2 separate regions of the Rattus norvegicus genome follow, and region 1 is linked to region 2. The links are chromatin contacts, called in public Hi-C maps. All regions are on one chromosome and are shown on one strand. Each heading gives the region's core, a stretch centred on a gene start, on an enhancer-like site or on the middle of the called end of the contact. The rest is flanking DNA. Distances are from core to core; before and after follow the strand shown.

Region 1 (5,842 bases), core at 1,988-4,487, 110 kb after region 2:
CAGGGCATCTGGTCTCTGACGCGCAGGATTTCCAGTGTCATTTTCCTCCACAAAGAAGGCTTAAACGTCTTTAACTTTGGAACTCAGGCTTTCAACAATGGCGGGTAATGGCAGGTGAGCAGAAGTGTGTCCCTTCTATGCCAAAGGATCTCTTCCTTGTGTGGTTTGTCAGTAACAGTTCCAACAATGGCTTTTCCTCAGTTCTGGAGGTTAGAACAGCAGTGCCACAGGACCGATGTCCCCAGACAACCTTGGATTATCATGCTTTCTTTGAGCTGCAGGTTACTGGTACTAAATCTAAACATCTCCACAGCCTTTGTCTTTTTTTTCTCCAGAATGTATTTAAGTCTGTGAGATGAAAATTGAAAATTCAACTTCATATTCTCAAACCACCTACCTCCTTAGCCTGGCTCGCCAGAAACATCCATTTTGGAGTCGTCGAATTCAGAATTCAACCAGGCCCTCCTTCAAAAGCCAATGGCTGAGCTACTAAAGGCTTGGTCAGGGTTTTCCATAGGGTCCCAGGGACAGATGGGCAGGGAGGGATATGTCTAGCCACTCCACTGGGGCATACACCGAACCGGTCTCATTTTCAGAAGAGCAAACAAATACTCGTGTACTCCTAAATGCTTCCAATGGCAAAAGTCAGGCCAAAAGGCAGGATGTCTGCCCTTGGCTTCTATTTAAGGATCGTGAAGTTCAAACAGAGATCTCCATTTAGAATTCATCTGCCCATTAAAACTGCTTCCCAAGTTATTATCTGCAAGGAAGTGGACAAGGCTTGAATCGTTCTCTGTACTGGGCTTTGTGTGGAGATGTTTTGCGTGTGTGTATAATTCTCGCCGATCGATTTTACCTTGTCAAAACAGAAAATGTCTGTCAGACACAGGATGAGGGTCATTAGAGAGATGTGGGAGATAGCACAGTGGAGGGAGGATCAACCGATGGCCCAGCAGTGAGGAAACAAGAGACTATTCGGGAAGCACTGGAAAGGGCAGAAAATGATACAGCGGTCACAACAGAGCCTCAGCTAGTGAATGACACAGTCATTTAGCAAATGATACTGAATGGGCAAAAAAAAATTTTTTTTCAGTAATTGGTGCAGAATGGTAGTCTGTGATCGGGGCTGATACTGGGGAGTAGTCAACAAAGTAAACGTTCAACTGGTTTTCTCCCTTCTACATGGCTGTGGTTTTCTCAGATGAACATTTCTGAAATTAGGATATGTCCAGCTGACTAAGTAATATAATGCACAGTGTATAGACACTGTTATAGACAGAAAACACAGTCTTACAATGCGAAATGCCTTTAATTGATCCGAATGTACTGTCGTGTGATTCACAATTCAAAAGTTACAGAAAACCAAACAGCCAAAGTCCTTATCTTGATCGTATTTATTTCCCTCTAGAAAGTTGTTTCTGGAAACTGGTCTAACAGAATCCTCTGTATTCTTGCAGAGTTTATCCCTTTCAGTTTTGCCCCGTCTTGTTTATCAGCAGAGCATGCTTTTCTGTACCTTGCCTTTTCTGTTTGGATAGAAATATAATTCGGAGGTTTTTCTACTGCCGTAAAACTCAAGTTCCAGACTCCCTTTGTAGTTGGGTCGCATTCTGGTTTATACGTGCAATGCTTTACTAGGTCCCTCTCTTCAACTGAATAGCCTAGAGCCAGTGAGATGGCTCAGTAGGTACAAACACTTAGTGCCAAGTTACATGACCTGAGCTCACTGCTGGAACCCACATGGTGGAGGAGACAGCCAGCTCTGCAAGTTGTTTTCTACAGACACACGCAACACCGCGCACACACACACACACACACACACACACACACACACACACGGGGTGGGGGGAGGAAGATATAATAATATTTTAATGAGCACCTTAGCTCTATCAACTTTCTGGGCTGACAAAGTTTGTTCTCCATAGAAACTGTGCTGTTTATATCCTTGTCCATATATGAGACTGCCAATTCTCTACCCTCTGTCGTATGTATGTATGTATGTATGTATGTATGTATGTATGTATGTATGCATGTATATATATTTCTCATATTATCTTTATCATTATTATAAGACAAAATATAATCTCAATGCACATATTAAATAATTGTAATAGAAACATTTTAAGAAAAGTCTATTGTTCATCAGCATATAGTTCAAAAATCTTCACAAATGAAGCACACTGTGTAGCCACCACAGGTTTCCAAACCCAGGACGGGATCACAACCCTGAAGCTCTTTTTATTCTTTTTATTTCTTTCTTAGAAGTAATCCAGTAGCTTTGGCCTTTCTCTTGGGAGTGAAACAACTGCCTTCAAAACATAATTTTAAGTTTTCTTAACAGAATTCAGCATCTTCATGCGGTTTCAGAAACCATCTGCGTTTTTTGTTTTTTTCTTTTTAAATCTATGGACTGTGCGTCCCTCATGTCTTTGGGCTAGTCATAGACTAGGATGTTGGCATTCTGTTTCTGATTTATGGACGTTATTTTAATGGCAAGAAATTTTAAGTGGCATGCTTGAGAGTGACTATTCAGTGCGTGGAATTCTAGAAATTCGGTAGTGAATTAAACAGCTCACCCACTGGAGACCAGCAGTCTTCTGTGTATTCTTCTGGAGGTGCTAAAGCTATTTTCCCCACTCTCGTTCCTCCAGTCCATTTCTGCTCCCACCTATTATTTCCAAAAACTGTGGGCAAGTAGGTTTTTTTTTTTTTAATAAAGGATTTATCATCAGCTGTCAATCAAATGTTGGGGGTTGGGTATCATCAGCAGAAAACCCAGGCGAGGGAAAAACCTGGGAAATAAGACCATCCAAAAAGACTTGGGGAAACATCTGGAAAGTGGCCTCTGGAAGGAGATGGCTTCCTGATGACAGACCCCTGCATTCCCGGACTGCTTGTCCAGTTCAGCCCCTCCCCCATCAAAGCCACCACCTCTGCTCTCTGCCCAGACACTGCGCAGAGCCCCCCACCCCCACCTCCACCTCGTGTTCACACGGGAGAGGCGGTTCCCTCAAAAACAAAAGCAAGTGAGAGGTTTTGTTTTCTTTTTTCCCCCTTCTCTCTCCCTCTGACTGGAGGGTAACCTCACACCACAGGCCTTCCAGCAAACACTCATCACCCGATAAATCATGTGACCCTTCTGTTTGCTTAGAGGTGCTGGCCCTGGCTCTGGCCTCTAATCCAGTCCCTGGTCTGCAACCAATTTCTGAGCGGTTTTCACTGGAAAAGAGAACTTGTTAGGACCAGATAAGGCCGCCTCCTTATCTGCATAGAGGAGCTCCCTGGGGCCAGGCCCCGGAGACATTAGGAGAGGCTGGGAAGCCTTAGTCGGGAACTACCAGCCCCGTGTAGCTCTGTGTAGTTCCCACACAGCATTCAGGGGCTGGAGCAGCTCTCCTGGGAGGGATTTTAGGTCTGTTTTTGAAACTTCACTTAAAATTTCACGTTCTGAAAAGCAACAAAATGAAAGTCTTAATGGGTTTCTGCTGAGAGCTTTGACCAAAACCTCTGTATGAACTACTTAAATCCTCCCTCTCCTCCCATCCTCTCCCTCCGTTCATTTTTAAGAAAGCTGCTTAGCTGTGAAGAAGGGAGCGACTGCTTTTGAGGATGTGGGGTACCTGGCCCTTGGTCTTGAGCAGGGCACCTCAGTGGGCTTCGGAACTGCCAGCATGAGCAAACCTGGCGCTGACTAGATAAGGATAAGCTGATTCTTCTCACCCTTCCCAGGCCAGGACATTAGCATTGCTGAGAAGCTGGGCTTCACAAGTAAGGGGCAGGGAGAGCCCCTTCAAGGAAAGGTTGACTGGAAACTGCTGTTCTAAAGTCACTACTTTGATAAAGTCTCAATGGCACCCCAAGTGGTGACATGGACTAAACCCCTGTAGAGTACCATTGTGTCACCTTTCCTTCTTAGTGTATATCTACTGGTCAATGGCTGGTTTCACAAGATAGACACTCCATTCGTCTTTCATTTGCTTTTTGCTTTTTAAAATTTTATTATTTTTACTTTGTGTACATGGGCTTTCTGAATGCTTGCCTGCTTACCTTGTGGTGACATAGGTATTGTGCCTCAGAGGCCAGAAGAGGGTGTCAGATCCCCTTGCACCTGGAGTTACCAGTGGCTGTGAGTCACCGTGTGGGTGCTGGGAATTGAACCCAGGTCCTCTGGAAGAGCAGCGTGTTCTTCACTGCTGAGCCGTCTCTCCAGGTCAGGTTCCTTTTCCTTTTTAAAGTCGTTATCCACTGCTCTCCTTAGGCAGATGTCTTGTAGAAGGAACATGGAACTGAGGACGCACAGACGTACTGACATCTGACTGTGCGGAACTGGAGAGAGCAGGTTGGGTGAGGAAGCAGGAGAGTGACATGAGTATTTTTCTAGACAGTTATTCAACAAAACCATTGTTCAGATGTCATTTGAAAGCTTGGCCTGACCACGGCCCCAGGATTCAGTTTTTTTTTTTTTTTTTAACCTCTGCACAACGAGTTGGGAATCCAGCTACAGTCATGGTGTCCTTACTGAAAGTCTTGAGGAAGGGCTGGTCGAGTGGCCAGAGCCTTGGTTGCAGGTCAAACCACTGCAGTTCAGAAACATCTCTTCAGGCCCCTAGAGACAGCTCAGGTTGGTGACAGGGAAGGTGTGTGTTACCCAAAGACATCAAATAGTAGTCCCTCTCCAATGAAGGTTATGTCGCCATTTTCTTCATCTGGGTGACAAGACAGTGAGACACTTTGGTATCAGGGGTAATGGCCACAGATTCGCCACGGCTCTGGCCTGGATAGTACAGGGTGCCTTCAGCTGTTAGGTATTAGAACAAAGGTGTCATTCTGCACAGCACAATGTCAGGGGGCTTCCTGGTGATCCTCTCTCCTCTTGAGCATGGAAACAACATGGCTGCTTCCATAGTCCCCGCATAATACCTCACGTGGTCATATTCAAAGACAGAAAGGAGAGGAGTTTTGCTATTTAACCAGGGAGGAATTTCCCATACACACACCACACCACAGCTCAAGATAATCATGTGGCCACCGTCATGTGACCGTTCTACTCTGAAGGCAGGAAGCATGCTTAGATCTGCTCGACTGTCACATAAAACTTCAGCTAGTCATCTGCCCGAGTCTTGGAAAGAGCCAAATTTCTCTATGTATTTTACTGTCTGCAGTTTGAATAAAGTCATAATTGTATCAGCAAACAAAAGACAAGTCTAATGGCTTCTCAACAGACCCCAGGTTGCACAAGATCATTGCCACCGACAGAGTTCTAGTAATTTCTAAAGAGTCTGCGGCACCTTCAAACTGGACTTTTTCTCCCTACCCTGACGCTCATAAAGCCTGACCCGTGGGGCATCTTCAAAGAGTCCGCTGAATTCAGCAACTTTGCAGTGCCCGTCGGACTTCCAGTCTGTCTCACTTTGAGTGCTTATGGCTTTAAAAGGGAGATTATTACCACAGGGGCTGGACTGGAAACCGCTTCGCTGACAGGTTTAAGAGTCTTAGTAAAATAAACATCAGAAAAGGCAAAAGTGTGCAAAATGGCAGGCTTCTCTCTTCTCCTGAGGCTCAGACTGGCAAAGCGGGAGCCTCCGTCAAAACAAAACAGAACTTGGCAGACGGTGGTGGAACTTGTGCTGACCGTACGAGGGAGGCTGAGGAGGGCAAAGATGGGGCTTTCCTTCTAGTCGGGCTTATCTTTCTACAGAAACCTGCCACACTGCCACACTGCCACACTGCCCTCCATACCTGTGCGTCTGGTTTATGACTTAGACTGTCAAAAAAGCCTAGAGTTGTGTTTCTGTTTTCTGTTTTTTTTTTTCCCTCATGCACAAACAACACACAAACAACA
Region 2 (5,627 bases), core at 1,603-4,102:
CAGGGGTCAGGCCAATGGGGCGGAAGGGTGCAGGGATGCCATTTTGTAATTCTTGAGACGGTATACTTTCAGTATGCATGATTTAAAAATAATAAACATTTTAAAAAGTTAGACTAGAAAGTATAATAAATATGGTTACAATAATATTTTACTGCAAATATTGACAAAATTACGCACGCATTACTAGAAAACTGAGGGTGAGATTAGCTGGAGCGAGTGAATCTCAGTTCAGATAGAGGCTCCTGGTAGCTGTCAGGTGCTCCCAGCATGTATCAGGAGGAACTATGCTCCCAGCATGCATCAGGAGAAACTATTTCTTTAGAGTATTGGTTAAAGCACAGCATTCATCCTGGCTCAAATATAAAGCTGAAACAATTTTAAGGGAACACAGGTAAATTTTAAAATAGGATCCAGGGCATACAGACAGACAGACACGCACACAGAAATGTAGACTCGAAGTAGCAGCAGCTCACACCAATGTTGTCTTTACAGCTAGGAACACTGTTGTTGAGCTCGTTTTAACTCCTGAGAGGTCAATGGTTTCAGCATAAAGCAAAATTATGAATAGACAACTGTTAGCACTTATGCAGCATCACCTTCAGGGTGCTCGACTTCCAGGGAAGCCAATAATCACTTCACTGTGGGCTTCCACAACAGCCCAACACCCTTTCCTATCATTCATTCCTAATAGGAGGTCTGGGTTCAAATTCATTTCCCACTGGTAGGTACATAGCTTGATTGATAGATGAAATACCGAACACTTCAAACCATTTTCACTGGTTTGAAGCATTGCCTGTGTACCCTTAACCTTTTCTGATCAAGCTGTTGGTAGAAACTAGGATTGCATGTAGATTTTCACTAATAAGAATGTTTCTATGAACATGTTTTATAGATATGAGCTCATAGAAAGCTTGGTCCTAGTCTAGTGCATTGACTATTTATCTAGTAAGAGAGTACCTGACACAAAAGAGGGGTCCAATAATGAATATTTGTTAATCTCATACATATATGGTCAAATAAATGGGTATAGACTTGGCATAAAATAGGACTTTGAAATGGTGTAGAAAAACGGAAACCATCGAATCAAATAACTGAAACTATTGATCATATCACAACTGAAACAAACAAAAAACTGAATGGCAGAGGAAAGGCGAACTGGTGAAATGGGGGAAAAATGCGTGAAAATGTCAGGCAAACTGTACAAGACCCGTGCAAGACCAAGCCAGTCAGCATTCCAACATTCTAGCATGGAGAGCGGAGGGGCTTGTGATTCCCTGCCCCTAACTGAGGGATTATCAAGTCCGTGGCTTCTGAGAAATGGAGTCAGTTTTCTGTGAGTGTGGTTGCTGTGCTCTTGTGGATGACCCTGTACCAAGAGTATATGGGCAGCATGTACGAGTCGAGCTCAGTGATGTATAGATATAGACAGACATAGGCATAGATATATAGATGATATATAGCTATATAGCCATATCTCCATAAATATATAGGTATATAGATATACATATAGATTAACATACACACATACATATAAGAGGATACAAGGTTTGAAGGGGCAAGGGATTATAGTGTGGATCTAAGAAGAGTTGGTAGGGAATGTGAAAGTGATTATGACCAAAGCACATTGTATGTATGTATATGTATGTGTGTGTGTGTGTGTGTGTGTGTATACACACATATATAATATAATATATAGTATAATATATAGTATAATATATAGTATAATATATAGTATATAGTATATAGTATATAATATATAATATATAATATATATGTGTGTGTATGTGTGTATATGTATGTATGTATGAATCCTTTAAAATGAACAAAAAATATTTAAAACATCCAGTAAAGAGTTACTGTCCCTCATTGACAGGTGGCTCTTATAAATCAATGAAAAGAAATGAGCAAAGACTCTGTGCTTGTTAGCCCCACACATGCTCACAATCTACACAATCGTGTTTGCAGCATTGCCTGGGTTTCGGTGGGTAGTTCTTGCTCAGAATCCTCATGCGGTTGCAGGCTGTTATTAACAAGGGTGCACACTCCCCACGTTGGCCTCTGTCAAGCCTGCAGCTGCCCCCGGATGCTCACTGCAAGCTACTTGTGGTTTTATTGAGCTTCAGGTCTCACACAGCATAGAGATAAGGTCCCAGCAGAAACATTCCACCAGCCAGAGTTTCAAAAGTCCCTGGGGGAACTTGTACAGCTGGTACTAAGAGGGCAGCTCAGAAGTCACAGACACACTTTTGCTGTAGTTGTCCAGTCAAGCATACAGCTCTGCTCCAAGGAGAGAATCAAATGCCCCTTCCTCAGTGCAGAGGCAGCACATGGAACACAGGAAGCAACAGCACTGGTGGTGGCTGCCCCTGTAGGAACGGCACCGGTGGCAGCAGTCTCTGTATGCTGTTCCTTCTCACATCTACTGCTTGCTTTCTGTGCTGTGCAGGAGACATGATTTCACTCGGTGCTTAGTGGCCGTGCTCCGCTAGTGTGTTTCCTTTTTAAGTCCTATGTATTTCCTTCAAAACCAGCTTGTTTCGGGCAATCTGTAGAGATTTGCCTCTTGAAAATGAGTGACTTCGATACACACCTTCAGGCCCATCTGGTGGCTTTTAAGAAATGACGCACAGGGCACCTCCCCTCCATCTTTGAATTGTACCCTGTGATTACTGAGTTACAGGAACCAGTATCACGTTTGCTAGCAGTATGTGTGTGCATGACTGTGTGTCTGTGTGCACACGTGGGGTTTGGGATTAAAAAGATGGCTTCGCATTTATTTGAACGCTTGAGCAGCCCAAAGGGTTCTGGTGTATAGGCCCTGCCTTGGCCAACTCCTGTTATTATCTTGCTACGGAAGGTCATGCCAACTGCTTAATTACACGGAAAGTTATGAAACAGCCCGGGCAGCAGAACACTGATCAGCTGTGGGTTCCTAAAGGAAAATAAACCCTTCTTGCAGCAAGGATGGCTGCGAGCCACCAGGCGTGTCTGTCCGTCCATGCCTGCATGTATAGCTCCCTTGTATAAAACGGGTGCCTATGGTTGGGCAAAGTCCTGGATTCACCTTTCTAACAGAGCTATGGGTCATAGCACAATAGAACCATTTTAATCAGAGCAAGATTATATCTGAGCACTTCTAGTCAGACTTTTCCTTTCATTGAATGTAAACAATTAAACCTCTCTGTGGAGGCTTTCCTGCTCACTCCACAGTGCACCACAAAATAACCCTCCAGAACACTGAAATGGGCATCATTAGAGAGACTCTGCTCACGCAGTTTCAGGTCCCCTGACTTATTTCCCTTCAACCACCACCTTCAGGGAGAAACAATTGCTAAGAGATCTGAGTTTATGGAGGAGAGGGTTCTTCTGGTTCAGTATGTCAGGATACTGCCTGGCTTGGCTTCATTCTGTCCTTAAAAGCACACAGAGTTTTGGACTTCTTTACACATTGCTTTGTTTTATCTGCCTTCGTGGAGAAGACTCCAAAGGTGGCCTTTGGGAAATTAGAGGCTGAGGGGAAGACAGACTTCTCGAGAAAGAGAAGGAATTTCTGTGCTGAATTCAGAGCCGGTTTCACAGGAGCAAGTGGGATCCTCTCTAAGTCTTGCTTCTACAGGAAGGAGCTTGCCCACTGCGGAGGGGTGGGGTTCATTCTGATTTCTCTGAAAGCATTTGGAGACGGAAAAGAACAGGCTCCAATGCCAAAAGACAACTTTAACCCTCTGCTAGCAGAGCCCAAGGTCAACCAAAGGTCACAGGAGCAGTGCTGAAATCGGAGGGTGAGCAAGCCCCCTCCAGGCTGCCCTGATGCTGCAGAAATCGATAGTTGAAATCCACTTGTTGGCTCTAAGGCCGACCTGCGATGAAGTGGTTCGAGTGCCCAGCAGGTTGCAGAGTAGACACTGATACAGACTCGAGCTCCCACGGCTGCCCCGCCCCTTCTTGAAACCTAATTTAGACCATATCAGAGTTTTCATAAAGACATTCCTGATACCATTGTGCTGTAAATCCTGTCTGATCCGACCTTCAAATACTTATGCAAACTGAAATATGTCTGGAAAGAAGTCAAAACAAAACAAATATGCCGCACCGCCTCTTTGCAGCAGGCCCCTCCCTCCTCATTTGCATTTCAGCTCAGACCTCTCGAACCGGCTCCCAACTGTTTAGGACAGTTAATTAGTTATAATTGCAGCGACTGTTTCTCTGAATGCACTGATGGCCTTATGTCTGGAAGCCAGCTTAGCCGGGAGTTTTCGCATGTCTGAACTGCGCTGGTAGCATTATTTTTGTGAAAACTCATTACAGGATAAACGCAGTTAGTTTAGTCTCGGTCAAGACCTGCCTAGCAATAATTCGCTTTTCTTCAAACATCTACAGGTTGTTGTGTTCCGGGAGCTGTGACCTCCGCCTCTGCCTTCGCTCTGTCATTACAGTGGGCTGTTTTTTCCCCCTTGGAGCATTTTGGGTGAAGCGATCTAACTCGGTTTCGGATGCGGCGTGCTAATGATAATTTGCGTCACCTGCAAGTTGTAGCAACATCGAGATCTCGTGGTCTATCTTTTGGCTCGTGACACCGTGTAATTAGAGAGAGTGGAAGCTGGGAGAGTAAAGTGACTGTGAACTCACATTACAGTGCTGAAACCAAAGGGAAGAGAAGAGGAAGTGACTGTTTCTGTTGAGGATGGACTGCTCTTTTACTCCTACAAAGGAACGTTGCAATCTTCCAGATTTCAAGGGGAAATACAATGGTTTTTGCCTACCCCTAGATTATTAGTGGTTTTAATCCTTTCATCTAACATGCATTGAACACTGACAGAGAGTTCTGTTTAGAGAGAGGAGAATATCTCATTTGCCTTCAAATATCGTCCTTTCTTGGGGGAATTCTGTCTTGTGTGGTAGGTAGGCAGGGTAGGCACCCATTAGCCCACTCAGTGGATCAGGAAATGGGAGCTTGGAAAGGTTAACCAACTCACCAGCCTGTGGTCCCAAAGCTCGTGACAGTCATGGTTAGGAACCGAGGATCTGGCTCTATGCCTCATCTGTCTTCCTTCCATCTTTAAGACTGAAGAGTGAGGAAGTAGGACATGTAAAAAGATTCAGGTAAAAACAAGATGGCAGCCATAGTCCCATCTCACGGATCTACTGAGACCTGTCTGCACAGGACTAGATATTCTGTTAAGAGAAACGCAAACAAATGAGGAGGCGTTTGGGATGATAGGAGTTCTTTAAGACCAGGGCCCGTGAGCTTTGCACAGGAGACACTCATCATGTCTGCTACATCCTTACTTACCTAGCACCTTTTAGTGTCCTGAAATCAGGCAGGGGAGCAGGTTGTGCTGTTCTTACCACACTCTGTATGAACTGTAGTCACTCAGCTGACCTGGGAAGATATCACGGAGGCTATAAACATTGAGCAAAGGTCTGAAGAGACCAGGGTTAGGTGATCAGAGTCCACAGATGAGGGGACAGTGACTCAATTTGCTTGGCTCAGAAAGAGAGCAATGTAGGTTGGAGAGATGGTTCAGTGAGTAAAGACACCATGAGGGCCTGACCACCTGAGTTTGATCCCTGGATCCCATGGGGGAAAGATGTGTGTGTGTGTGTGTGTGTGTGTGTAATATATATAA

What was found. A called contact is a pair of places that touch in the nucleus more often than the background predicts.
Region 1: a contact with region 2 is called in a Hi-C map of liver, with 2.9 times the contacts expected there. The contact joins two enhancer-like sites. A contact is called at or near these places in 2 of 12 Hi-C or Micro-C datasets (Schwann cells and liver).

The regions. Positions count from the first base shown.
Region 1 is chr2:45,411,839-45,417,680 of GRCr8, forward strand. All of the region lies in intron 1 of LOC102554307 (a long non-coding RNA gene), which reads left to right. Among named protein-coding and RNA genes, the nearest start is that of Ankrd55, 230 kb to the right of the region's middle. Within about 2 kb of position 3,238, at least 25 of the 93 cell types and tissues checked have an H3K27ac peak or open chromatin away from gene starts, as enhancers often do. A contact at or near this core is called in liver, where this site is marked.
Region 2 is chr2:45,303,854-45,309,480 of GRCr8, forward strand. No RefSeq gene overlaps it. Among named protein-coding and RNA genes, the nearest start is that of Map3k1, 160 kb to the left of the region's middle. Within about 2 kb of position 2,853, at least 13 of the 93 cell types and tissues checked have an H3K27ac peak or open chromatin away from gene starts, as enhancers often do. A contact at or near this core is called in liver, where this site is marked.